Linked DNA regions of Sus scrofa: region 1 is linked to region 2. A link is a contact called in public HiChIP or PLAC-seq data. All regions are on one chromosome and are shown on one strand. The core of a region is the stretch at or near the end of the contact, and the rest is flanking DNA. Distances in the headings are between cores, read along the strand shown.

Region 1 (2,701 bases), core at 140-2,639, 560 kb after region 2:
TGTAACCTTAGGCAAGTTAGTCTACTTCTTTGTACCTCAGTCTTCCAGTAGTAAAATGAAGGAAATAATACATAGGTGTATTAGTTTTCTATTGCTGTATAAGAGATTACCACAAACTTAGCGTTTCTATGGACACGAATGTATGTATGGTCTCATGGTTTCTGTGGATCAGAAGTCAGGCACATTTCAGTGCCTATATATACCATGCTCGGAGTTTCACAAGGCTGAAATCAAAATGTCAGCTAAGTACATCTATATCAGGGGGTCTTGATTAGGCAAAGGTCTGCTTCTAAGGTACTTTGGGTCATTTCTTGGGATTGTATGACTAAGGTTTCACTTTCCTGTTGACTGTAAATCAAGGGGCCATTCTCAGCTTCGAGAGGCTGCCTGCTGTCCCCTGCTTTGTGGCCTTCTCCATAACATGGTAGCCTGCTAGATCAAGGTCAGTGAGAGAATCCCTCTTACAGCTGAATTTCTTCTTTTAGGGTGGTCCCAGTCCCTTTTAAGGGATCACCTGATTGAGTCACCCTAGGATAATCTCCTTTGATTAACTTAGAGCCAACTAATTAGGGGCCTTAATCACATCTACAAAATTCTTTCAACTTTTAAAGTAATCACAGAATGATAGCCTTCATATTTATTAGTTCTCTTCAAACTCAAGTGTCTATGGAGGGATCGTATAGGGCATAGACACAACAGAGCAGGAATTTAAGGGTGCATTTTATTTTTATTTATTGCAGTATAATTGACTTACAATATTTTATTAGTTTAGGTGCACCAAAAAAGGATTTAATATTTTTATAAATTACACAATATATAGTTATTACAAAATAGTAGCTATATTCCCTGTGCTGTACATTTCATTCCTGTGACTTATCTATTTTGTAACTGGAAGTTTGTACGTCTCAATCCCTTTCACCTATTTCACTCCCCGCCCTCTAACTCCCTCCCCTCTGGTGACCACTAGTTTGTTCTCTATAATCATTTGTTTTGTTCTTTAGATTCCATACACAAGTGAAAACATACAGTATTTGTCTTTCTCTGTCTGACTTGTTTCACTAAGCATAATGCCCTCCATGTCCATCCATGTTGCCACAAATGGCAAAATTTCATTCTTTTTTATGGTTGAGAAATATTCCATTGAATAGTGTACATGAGTGTGTGTGTATGTGTGTATACCTCATCTTCTTTATCCATTTATCTGTTGATAGGCATTTAAGTTGCCTTCATCTTGGCTACTGTAAATAATGCTGCAGTGTATATGGGATGCATATATCTTTCCTAATTAGTGTTTCCATTTTCTTTGGATAAATACCCAGAAGTGTAACTGCCAGATACTATGGTAGTTCCCTTTTTAATTTTTTGAGGAACCTCCACAGTTTTCCATAATGGCTGCTTCAATTTACAGTCCTACCAACAGGGTACAAGGTTCCCTTTTCGTCACATCCTCACCAACACTTGTTATTTCTTCTTTATGATAGTCATTCTGACATGTATACGGTGATATCTCATTGTGGCACATTTTAGAATTGTAAGATAAAAAATTTTAAAAAAAGAAGAGGAAAATAATATTGTTATGATAATAGGCATATTATATCTTATTGAACAATAAAAATTTTCTTGTAATTCAAGTATTCAAAATATACAATTTAACAAAATTATATTCCCCTTTTATTGTTTCATTGTAAAACATTAAAACGTAGTATTCATTACAAAAAAAAAGTTTCCAGGACTCCTTGGGAGAATTAACTGAGATAATTTTTAAGATAAATGTAAAACACTCAGTGCCTGCCTAGAGATACGCATTATGTAATTTTTACCATTATTATTCTCCACAGGCTGAATTTCTTAGGAGACACTGGGTCTAAATGACCTATGCAATCATTGTGTTACTCTACTAGAAGGTGGGATTAGATCTAGGTCTCTTTTGATCTGTTCTAGCTTTTCCTCTTCATGTTACATCCCCAGTGGCATTTGACCTAGGATAACCTTCCTGGAAAATGCTTCTCCCTGCAGCTCTTTCCTTTGCTTCTGGCTGCTATTTCAGAACAAACAGTACCTCTTCCTCATCACCTTGAATCAACAGATAACAAACCCTTCTTCACAAGGCCTCTGTGGTAGGTGGGTTCTTCTATCTAGTCCTCAAGGTGAGGGTTGGAGAAAGGAGTCACACACCAAGATGTCCAGGCTGCAGACTTTGTCTGCATAAACCAGTGCAGATGGTACAGTGTTACCTGAGGAGGAGCTGGCCAATTAGAGCCAGGATCATATAGTATTTAGAAGAGGTCTGAGTTTTACAAAGCTGCCTCTCTTCACCAGAGTGTAAATTACAGTTTGAGCCTGTAGGTTGGCTGGTCCTATCAGCTAACCCAAATAAATATACACTCAAATATATATACAAAACTCAATTTGGGGAAGGAAAGTCTTTCTTTCTTTTTTTTTTGTCTTTTTAGGGCCACACTTGTAGCACATGGAGGTTCCCAGGCTAGGGGCCGAATTGGAGCTACAGCTGCCGGCCTATGCCACAGCCGCAGCAACACCAGATCTGAGCCGCGTCTGAGACCTACGCCACAGCTCATGGCAACACTGGGTCCTTAACCCACTAAGAAAGTCCCAGGGACCAAACCCGCAACCTTATGGTTCCTAGTCAGATTCTTTCCACTGTGCCACTTTGGAGAAGGAAATTATTTTGAACTCATAT
Region 2 (2,700 bases), core at 147-2,646:
CCAGGGATCAAACCTACAACCTCATGGTTCCCAGTCGGATTCGTTTCTACTGCGCCATGATGGGAACTCCAGTATTTGTTTTAATATACCTCACTAGGCTCTGCTGAATCATCCTCTCTAGGGTAGACATAGAGTCATTTTTTTTATATCAAATTTTCCCAGATGAGGCTGATGGACCTTTTTTTTTTTTTTTTGCTTCTTAGGGCCATACCTGTGGCATATGAAAGTTTCCAGGTTAGAGGTCCAGTCAGAACTATAGCTGCCAGCCTACACCACAGCTCAAGGCAATGCTGGATCCTTAACCCACTGAGCGAGGCCAGGGATTGAACTCCCATCCTCATGAATACTAGTTGTGTTCATTATGGCTAAGCCACAAAAGGAACTCCAGAGGCTGATGCAAGTTTCTGAAAACCCTAGTCTGGGGGCCACTGCTCTGAGACATACTGTCTTTGCCTGGAGTTTGTGAAATCTGCCTAGAGTTTTCTCTCCCCTCTTGTCAGGCAAACTAAGGTTCTGAATCCTTGTTATTAAGATGGTGGTTGTTATGGAGGCCCTAGATTTTTTCCCATGACATGTGTGGCCCTGGTTTATGCCAAGGCACCCTTTTCCTGTTGTTATCCTTGTTTCCCAGCTCATATTTTTGTTTCATGGGTATATGTGAGACACCCTCTGGGGATTCCCAGAAATGATTGAGGTGAGGTAGGGAGGAGACTTTGAAGTTGGGGGGCCCTCTTCCTGCAATCAGCAGAAATGTAGGGGTAGGGGTCAGGACAGTGTCAGCAGAAATGTAAAGATGACCTAATTCGTGTCACACACAGTGCAACCAGCTGCACCCTGATTAGACAAGCACCAAAGCTCCTTCCTCACAGTTTGCTCAGTCCCATGCAATGATGCTCTGTAAAACAGGTCCAAAGGCTAGCTCCCATGCCTATCTTTCTCTAGTCTTCTTTTTCTTCTTCCTCTTCTTCTATTCTCCTCCTCCTCCTTCTTGTGCTTCTCCCCCTCCTTCGTCTTTTCCTTCTACCGCCCCTAAGTATATGGAGTTCCCAGGCCAGAGATCAGATTCGAGCTGCAGTTTGGACCTATGCCATGACTGTGGCAACACTGGATTTTTAACCCGGCTGCCGGCCTAAGGATCGTACCTTACCTTCGTCCTGGAGCTCCCAAGATGCCGCTGATCCCACTGCACCACAGGGGGAACTCCTTTTTCTCTAGTTTTAGAATTGACTTTATTTGAGGGTGGGGTGCTAACAATTTGGAGAACCAGAGTCCTGAGCATAGAACCAGGGACTATCCTGAGAAGAAATAATGACTCAACCCAACCTGAAAACAGTCCCCTTAGTACCTTAGAAGTGACCTTTTGGCGAATGGCACCTTGCCAGGGAATTGACTCAAAATAAATCCCTAGCAACCCAGCGGTGAGGGAAGGGAGTTTCAGAAACAGCATGGGGAGGACTGTGCAACAACTTACAGGAATTGCCTCACTTGAGCTCTGATGTTCATCTTCGGCAGAACCTTGCTCATCTCTGCGGCTTCAAAATAGCACGCAGCAATCAGAGCCAGTTACATCAGGAAGGGACCTAGGAGACGTGCCACTCTGTCTCTTTCATTGTTCGGGTAAGGAATCCAAAGTCACCAAGAGACTAAAGGATTTACCCAGTGCCACAGCATGGAAAACAGTGAGCAGAACCTGGATCTCTTGTTTCCTAGTTCAAATATTTCCAATCCCTGGTATCTTATATATTGTTTAGGGAGAAGGTGTGACAACCACATGGATTTGCTTTTCTTGCACATATGTCTCTATTCCTAGTGCAGAGCTCAAGCATCAATCAACAAACAGCAGGAAGAGATAGATGTGGCCCCAGTGTATGAGAACAGCATGTGACGGTGTGTCAGCATAGACATAATTTAAAGCAGTGCCATGGCAACCAGCATTCCTCCGGTCCCAGACAGCACCCTGAGCTGCGCAGTGTAATTGAAAATGGCTTCTCCCTTGCTGAGCGGAGTGCTCGAGCTTCTGTTTCCCCTGCAGTGAGTGACTCTAAAATAGACCAAGCACTGAGTGCAGAAATGGGACCCATCCAGCTTCTTTACCAAGGGCTAGGGGTTTCTTACCCGAGAAATAAACTCAGCAGGCTTGGGAATCCCCAAGAATTTGTGTCTGGCAGTATGGTTTTGCTTTATTTTATTTTATTTTATTTATTTATTTTTTTGGTCTTTTTGTCTTTAGCGCCACATATGGAGGTTGGCATATGGAGGTTCCCAGGCTAGGGGTCAAATCAGAGCTGTAGCCACTGGCCTACGCCACAGCCACCAAAACGCCAGATCCGAACCTCATCTGTGACCTACACCGCAGCTCATGGCAATGCCGGACCCTCCACCTACTGAGCAAGGCCAGGGATCAAACCCGCAACCTCATGGTTCCTAGTCGGATTCGTTTCCGCTGAGCCACAATAGGAACTCCTTGCTTTCTTTTAGAGCAAAGCCATAGTTTCAAAGTGTGTGCCTAGAACACTAACGTTCCAAAGAGATGCCCTAGACTACGTAATCGGGAAGGGTACCACCCCTGATGTCTTTCTTATATAAAGTTCTGCTGCTACCCCCCCTCCCCGCCCCCAAATCATAAAGCAGCAGCCCAGGAGCCATCTGGACTGAGTTAAATGCCATCAGTAGGATTGACTATAGGCTATTGTACTGAGA

The links. HiChIP or PLAC-seq counts read pairs in DNA pulled down with a chosen protein or histone mark.
Region 1: a contact with region 2 is called in an H3K27ac HiChIP or PLAC-seq map of alveolar macrophages. The contact joins two enhancer-like sites. A contact is called at or near these places in 2 of 2 datasets of contacts at active chromatin or transcription factors (alveolar macrophages and skeletal muscle).

Annotation. Positions count from the first base shown.
Region 1 is chr16:19,280,777-19,283,477 of Sscrofa11.1, forward strand. All of the region lies in intron 1 of LOC102162488 (a long non-coding RNA gene), which reads right to left. Among named protein-coding and RNA genes, the nearest start is that of TARS, 170 kb to the right of the region's middle. Within about 2 kb of position 1,390, at least 1 of the 83 cell types and tissues checked has an H3K27ac peak or open chromatin away from gene starts, as enhancers often do. A contact at or near this core is called in alveolar macrophages, where this site is marked.
Region 2 is chr16:18,718,070-18,720,769 of Sscrofa11.1, forward strand. No RefSeq gene overlaps it. Among named protein-coding and RNA genes, the nearest start is that of SUB1, 39 kb to the right of the region's middle. Within about 2 kb of position 1,397, at least 12 of the 83 cell types and tissues checked have an H3K27ac peak or open chromatin away from gene starts, as enhancers often do. A contact at or near this core is called in alveolar macrophages, where this site is marked.